2 separate regions of the Bos taurus genome follow, and region 1 is linked to region 2. Evidence: chromatin contacts called from public Hi-C data. All regions are on one chromosome and are shown on one strand. The core of a region is the stretch at or near the end of the contact, and the rest is flanking DNA. Distances in the headings are between cores, read along the strand shown. Region 1 overlaps ADAMTSL1 (ADAMTS like 1). Region 2 overlaps ADAMTSL1 (ADAMTS like 1).

What was found. Hi-C and Micro-C count contacts between places; a contact is called where the count stands out from the background.
Region 1: a contact with region 2 is called in a Hi-C map of liver, with 2.9 times the contacts expected there. The contact joins two enhancer-like sites. A contact is called at or near these places in 2 of 11 Hi-C or Micro-C datasets (liver and skeletal muscle).

The regions. Positions count from the first base shown.
Region 1 is chr8:25,551,661-25,555,365 of ARS-UCD2.0, reverse strand. It overlaps ADAMTSL1 (ADAMTS like 1), which reads left to right. Exons shown (of 29, transcript XM_059889384.1): 14 at 1,875-2,176. Among named protein-coding and RNA genes, the nearest start is that of SAXO1, 350 kb to the right of the region's middle. Within about 2 kb of position 2,240, at least 13 of the 102 cell types and tissues checked have an H3K27ac peak or open chromatin away from gene starts, as enhancers often do. A contact at or near this core is called in liver, where this site is marked.
Region 2 is chr8:25,419,274-25,423,326 of ARS-UCD2.0, reverse strand. It overlaps ADAMTSL1 (ADAMTS like 1), which reads left to right. Exons shown (of 29, transcript XM_059889384.1): 23 at 1,250-1,384. Among named protein-coding and RNA genes, the nearest start is that of SAXO1, 220 kb to the right of the region's middle. Within about 2 kb of position 2,281, at least 22 of the 102 cell types and tissues checked have an H3K27ac peak or open chromatin away from gene starts, as enhancers often do. A contact at or near this core is called in liver, where this site is marked.

The sequences.
Region 1 (3,705 bases), core at 991-3,490, 130 kb before region 2:
GGATTGGAAAAGCTAATAGGTTACTGTTCTTTCTGAGATCTTGTCATCTTTTTTATTTGAAAACAAAATTCAGGACCACATTATTAAAGAAGCAGTATTCATCACTGTTATCAAAGTTTAAAGACATATCACTTGCTTTGGGGTTTCTCTCATATATACAATAGTATGGGGTATATTTTCCTTTCTGTCTATTACCTGGGTTGTAAAATTCACTGCTTGTATATTTTGTTATGATTTTTGTCCCAGGACTCAGGCAGACAGATGCGAATGTATAGTAAGGGGGTTAAAACTATTTTGATTGCAGAGTTTGGTTTTATATTCCTAAAAGACGGCTACAGGTAGCATTATTTAAAGAGAGAAAGATACTTTAATCTTATTGGATGCGTTCTCCCTACTACATTCCCGAGGTGCCAGAAGATGGAGTCAGGAATTAAAAAACGAAAGAGGGAGGCGACCTTGTGATGAGAATTTCTTGGGAATGATTCGGGGTGATGCTTCCTCCTTAATCCACCTTCCTGACACGATTGTGTATGACCCTCATCCTCCTCTCGGGGGTGGCTCTTCAAAGGTAGCAAGTGTCAAATCCTTTGTCAGGGGACCCCTCCCTGCCTCAGACACCGTGGCTCTGGGTCTCTGTTCCAGTCTCCCTGCTCAGGACACAGCCCAGGTTCAGGCCACAACTTTGTTTTGCTTCTTCCAGTTTGAAAACTTGGATCAATTTCCTGTTAGAATTTCAGCTTCTCTAAACTAGATGGGAACTATTTTCACTTGCTGGGACTTAATGCTATAACCTTCTTATCACTTCTTTCCTTCTCTGCCAAAATCAGGGTTAAAGAGCCAGATTTGCATGCCTCCTCAGCACGACTCCCAGTGCAAAAGCAGTAAGATCATAGAAAAAAAATTTTTTAAGATTTGTATTCCAAAGTCCTTTCTCCAGATTATTATACTAACTTTGTGAAAATGTTAGTGGTGCCCTCAGGGATTTTTTTCCCTGGATACTTCTCAAGGTCATTGCAGACATGGCAATTGTTGATTAGTTGGAGGAAAACAGTCTTTTTTTCTTTTTTTTTGGAATTTGGATATTGTCCTACATTCTAGAGAAACTCAGGGAAGTTCTCATTAATGTGACTTCGCTTGGTGGGGAGGGACTGAAGGCTGTCAAACAAACATGTATGGATGCAAAACCCCTCGTTTACAGTGACATGCCTGTGGATTTAAATTTGTAGCAAGGCTTTTCTCTCAGATATAAAAAGAATCGCAGGCCAGACTAATTCAAAGAATGTGTGAGGAACAAGGCTTTGCTCCATTCTTGGAAACTTAAAAAAAAAAAATCCTCTTTCTCTTTCTATATATAAATAAATCTTGGGAAGCACATTGAGCAAAAAAGCAAAGAAAGTTACAGAATCTGAAATCCAGACTAAAACAAAAAAATATATATACTTCCTTAAATATCTCTAAGGGCTTACTTTGTTATAGTTTTTAGTATCAGTATTAGTCTGGTGTAAGAATAGCCAACATCTCGCAGGAGGCACAAGGGCTGGAATTTAGATCAAGAGAGAAGAAATCAGTTCCCTGCTCTGAAGAGCCACCACTGTGGGTGCAAAGCTGGGAGAAAGCAGGTGGTCTGTGGCTGGAATATCTTCCAGCTGGGGGTTCATGTGACACGCACGAAGAAACCAATCCAGAGACTGGCAGATGAGCTCGTGGGCTGCACTGAAGCACCCAGCACAGGACAGGACAGGGTGGCAGAGCCCTGAGCACGTCCTGAGACGGCCCTGGGCCCCAGTGGCAGGTGGGATGTGGCCCCTCCCGGTGCCTGCGGTCTCCTGCTTGGGGCTTCTCATCCTGTCCTCTTGTTTGCTTGCGGACTGCAGGTTCATCCCAGAGGCCTGGTCGGCCTGCACGGTCACCTGTGGTGTGGGGACCCAGGTGCGAATAGTCAGGTGCCAGGTGCTCCTGTCTTTCTCTCAGTCCGTGGCCGACCTGCCCGTTGACGAATGTGAAGGACCCAAGCCAGCGTCCCAGCGCCCCTGTTACGCAGGACCATGCCACGGGGAGACTCCCGAATTTAACCTGGAAGAGACAGATGGCCTCTTGGGTGGCCTGCAGGACTTTGACCAGCTCTACGACTGGGAGTATGAGGGCTTCACCAAGTGCTCCGAGTCCTGTGGAGGAGGTAAGAAGGGGCTAGGCCTCAGATCATTGCCCTCCTCTTGCCTTTCACTGTAGTGTCTCTCTCTGAGGGCAGCTGTGTCCCGTGATTGTCTCTAGTCCAAGAAGGCTAAGGAGGGGGAGGAAACCACTCTAAACCTAAAGCAGACTGAATGAAACACAGATGTATTTCTCTCTGGGCCTGTCTCTCTTAGACTGTCAGCTATGAGTAGCTAACACAAGTAATGCTTTTACTTTTACTTGTCATTCTGATATTTTGCACTATATCTCAGTGTATCTGACTGAGAAACACTGCTGACACGGGGCTGGCAGTGCTCTTGACATTCAGTTTTATTTGTCTATGCCCTTACCTCAGTGCACGTGGTATGAACCCAGATCAAAGAGGACAAAACCGTCTGTTGTTCCCAAGGACAGAGTACGCCACCTCTGACTTTCTCAGCTGGTTGCCAAAGTAATATCTGTTGACAAAGGGAAAGGATGTATAATGACAGTTAACACTGAGGTTACCTGGAACTGGAAGGGAGTTTAAAGATTAAAGCTGATCCCGCTGCCATTTTATCGATGTGCAAACTGAGATACAGAGAGCTGAGTGATTTTTTTCAAGATCACACATCTAGTCAGTGATATTTGGGACTAGTCCTGCTGTTTATTTCTCTGTTTAGGGTCCTTGCATCATACCTCACTTCTTTACACACTTAGAGAGTTCCTGAAGCTTTATCACTGAATGAATATTATTTAAATAGTGTTCAATGTTTCCATGTATATAGATCTGGTTCTCTTAGGTCTAGTCCATGGTGATAACAGATTCAGTCATTTTTCTATTTCAGGTGTTAGTGATGAAACAATAGTGGGAGAAGAAGGTATTTAAGTCAATAATTAATTCTTTAAGATTATGATCTTTTGTACTACTGTAAAAAATACAGTAATGGAAATGTGGTCACTGGGCTTCCCTGGTGGCTCAATTGGTAAAGAATCCTCCTGCAATGCAGGAGATTCTGGTTCAACCCTGGGTCAGGAAGATCCCCTGGAGAAGGAAATGGCTGCCCGCTCTAGTATTCTTGCCTGGAAAACCCCATGGATAGAGGAGCCTGGCAGGCTACAGTCCATGGGGTCACAAAATGTCGGGCACAACTTAACGACTAAACCACCACCATATGGCTACTAACTCCCATATATACTCCCAAGAGAGATTTTGATAGGCAAGGAAAGGCTGGCTGATTTCCCATCAGATCTCCCTCCCTAGCTATCAATAACCCCTCTTGTCACATCAAGGATCTGCATTCCCAGCAAAGTTTCTTTCTTAACTGGTATAAAAATATCTATATTAAAATGATTTCCCAAACTGTCTTCTAAACCATGACATCTGGGAAACTCTTTTATAAAAGCATCTTTTGTCATTGCTGGGAATGTAAAAATACATGTGCCCAAATTGTTCATATGTAGTTGAAAAGGAATGGATAGTGGAACAAGTACAAGCAGAGAATCAATTTTCTCCATCAGGTCACTTTGTAGGCATTTAATAGTCTTGACCTT
Region 2 (4,053 bases), core at 1,032-3,531:
TTGCCCAAATTAGTGAATGAAACAGCCATGGCTCAAATTGAGTTTCTGAATCCAACCACAATGTTTTTACCCTACACTACATAAAGAATATTTTCAAATTATATAGACTATATATAATGTCTTTATAATATTGAATTTTTATATATAAATATGTAAGCTTATCACTGCTTTCTGTACGTGATGGTCTTTGCAGTCAAAGGCAGAGTAGACAGAAGGCGTGTTGCTGAAGTGGATCCAGGCCCCACTGTGACTTCCTTATTTACCATTTCTAACAAGTACTGAACACGGTGACAAGCACACAGCAGGCCCTCTCTGAACGCTGCTGAAATGGCCATCAATTACAAGGACAACCTTTCTGCTTCTCCTTCCACTCCAACAAGTGCTCTAGAGAAAAAGGTGGGAGTTGGCGTTGGAGTGTGAATTGCAGTGCGCCAGGAGACTCGGGAAGAGCGGGGAGCAGAGTCCTGCTTCTTTCTCAGCAGAATCTGGGATCATCCTACCACTGTGTTCAGCAGCTGCTTGCCTCTTTATTTGCTCAAGGAAATTAATAAGCAAGCCACCGTGCTTCCCTTTCTGTCACTTTTAGCTCTGGTTAACTAATTCCTGGTTACATCAGCCCTGACTCATTACAAGATTTTGACTAACACATCATCCCTGAACTGCTTCTCTGGTCTTACTTAGACATAAAAAATCCAGATCACAAAGTGAACCCCTAGCCTCACAACTGTACCCCTTCCTTCCCAGAAAAAAGCCACTCACAAGATCTTTAGAAATAAGAAATTCCTGTGACTTATCCCTGCCTGTGGGGACAATAACAAAGTTCCTCCCTCTAAAGGTCGTTTTAAGAGTTAAATGAAACAAGGAATGAAAATTATTTTAGCACAGGACTTGGCATATAGTTCTGAAGAAGCTTTGGCTTTTTCAAAGTGTCTTTATAATATACTTTCAGTTAGCTAAGTTTATAGAGCACCTGTGGTAGAAAGTGGTATACAGTAAGGAAGGAACTCCAGAAATCAACATGCCTGATTCTTATCACTGACTGTACAGTTTCGGACATCAAGTATTATGTTTGAAATTCAGACTCACCTTGATGGGAACACCTTCTCTCTAGGCAAAGTGATGTTAGAGGTAAAAATAGTAACACCTGCCTTACACATGGACACACTTCCATGCATGGCTGCCTCTCCCTGTCCCCTTAGCACAGCCTTTATGCTTTAACCTGCCTGATGCCCCATCCTCCTTCTCACAGAGCCCCCCCACGTCCCCACACAGTTGGACGACATCAGGGCCCTGCTCTCAGCCACTGGACTGAACCTTCCTTCGGTGCTGACGTCTCCACTGGGAACACAGCTGGTCCTGGATCCTGGGAATTCTGCTCTCCTTGGTGAGTCCAACCCTCTGGAACACTGGGCAGAAATCCAGGGCTGGACAGGATTTATGGATGGGTGACTGCTTGCAGGTGGGAGGGAGGCAGCAGTGGGGGGTGGCCAACAGGAAATCACTAAATTGTGTACAGAATCCAGATTTACCAGTGGAAACTTGGCTGACTTTCCATATGAGGTGAATTCAGTTCTTAGTTTGGACCTGAGCCTGGCCAGAGTCCGAAAGGGCTCCTCTCTGAATCCTCTTGGGCTGGTGCCACAGTCCAGATCCTCTCAGTCAGACTGATGGTGCTGGACTTAGAGAACAGACACAGCAGTGAAAAACAGCTCCTGCATCTCTTCTCCCCATCACCGGCTGTATCCCAGTGCTCCTCCATGACCTCTTCTTACCTCAACAGAGCTATAACCAGCTTTCAATGAGAAAACGGCAGTATCAGTACCTGCCTTAATCCAGGCAATCTATATAAACCTCGTTTTGTAGGTAGGGCCTAAAAACAAGCCAGAAAGACTCCTCAAGGCAAGTGTTTCAGTAGCTCCACCAGGGGCACCTTCCCTGTCATCTGTCATTGGGAGCCTACACCCAGTTATTGCCCATGAGGCTGACACCTTCTTGTAGCAGAAACTTGCTCTAGGGCATCCATGTTCTGGACCCCTCACTCCAGAGCCATGGGGATGCCAGAGCAACCTCCACCCCCAGAATGACCCCTAGATATGGTCAAGATGGAAAAGAATTCTTTTGTCTTCAAAGGCCTGGGAAAAATAGGCCTACAGAATGGAAAAAGTCTTCATGCTAACTGTATTTGGCCCCAGATGTTGGTCATGGCAGCTAGAATTCTTCCCTTGACTCAGTGTTGAAATTTCCTCTACTCTTCTCTGTGCCAGCTAACAGGGGATAGGAAGCCAGTGGTTTCTCAATAATATTGATCATAACTTATCAGCATGGCCACAAGGCTTGGTATCTTTAGGGTTATAGCACAGAAAGATTACCTTTAGTTTTTTGTTAACATCTAAAATTAGCAAAGAATGCATACAGGCAGATGGCAAAAGCTTCTGGTTTTTCTGTTTCTGATCTGGATAAAACTAAAACATAGATATGGTAATGAGTAGCCCTATTCTGTTTCTCATAACAAACTTGGTATTGAGTTTTTTCCACGTCACTTTGATCAGAATTCATAGGCATTTAAACCTGCTTCTTTTTTTTAATTTTGGCATTATGAATGATAAATTTATTCCAGATTAAATGTGTGCATTGTAAACTTTTATTTTAGGTTCATCACCATGAGAGAGTGTCATAACTTACTATCATTGCCCAGTCATTAGCGGAGTGTGCAGCAATTGCTTATTTTCAAGTTCAATAACTCTTGGATTACTCAGGTGCCATTAAGCATGCTGGAAAAGTTAACCTCATATTTTTCCATGATAGCTTTACTTTCTTTCTCCCTTATTCTGGAATAATATTTTGTGTCATTTTAGCCATGGGCAATAAGAATTTATTGTGCTTTAAGCTGCTGAATTCCATTCCTAGTTTATGGTGCTTTGTTACCTTAGACTGGTATTTAAATCTAATGGTTAAGAGACACCTCCTCGTTCACATTCAGACCACTCCACCTGAATAGATCTCAGAGGCAGTATCCATAAAGTCCCTGAATGCAATCAAGTCCATATAAGCAATATGGACTTGGGAATACCATGGAACTAGGAGAGAGCCACGTGGAATTGTGGAGATGAGTCAGGGAATGGTGTCAGGTATCAGGACCTAAGAAACAGGTCGCTGGAGACAGGCCAGAGCCTCATTGTTCTGTTTTGATGCTGAGCACTGAAGGATGGGGGTGGGGATTCAAATAGACACAAAGGGAAGAAAACAGGCCCTGAGGTGAGGAAGATGCCATGAACCCAGAGATTAAAGTGTGTGGGATGTGCATCAGGTGTCTGTTCAGGAACAGCTGTAAGACCCCACTGCTTTAAGGCAGCTCAACTGGGATAGAAACTAGGCCTTCACAGGGAGCAAGCCTCAGCCAGAGCTTGTCCATACAGGTGTGACTCCAACCCTTACCACAAGCGTTCTAACAGCCTCCCGTCCGTCGTAGGCCTCCCTGGCTAGTGACTCAGCATGATCTGTTTGCCCATATGTTCCCCTTTGATCTAGCTCCCATCCCTAGCTCCTGTTGGTGGCTCTTTCTGACCAAAGTGTGTATTCTGGATATAGGAAACAAGCCAGAGGCCAGAGAGGATATTCTGTGAAGGGTTGCTCAGAGTTATACATAGCATCAAATTATGGAGAACCTTAATTATTAGGGGCTTCCCTGGTGGCTCAGATGGTAAAGAATCTGCCTGTGATGCAGGAGACCCAGGTTTGATCCTGAGTTGGGAAGATCCCCTGGAGAAGGGAATGGTAACTCACTGCAGTATTCTTGCCTGGAGAATTCCATGGACAGAGGAGCCTGGTGGGCCACAGTCCATGGGGTCGCAAAGATTCAGACACAACTGAGCTACTAACAGTTTAATTATCAGATATAGGGGGGTAAATTTTCTATGTAAGAAATGAGAGATCTTTAGAGATTTTTTTAAGTAAGAAGATGATGTAGTTAAAGTAATATTTGAAATAATTAATCTGACATTTTGTAAGAGTGAGTAATCAATAGTGGGAGAGATTTAATGAAGAAACACTAGG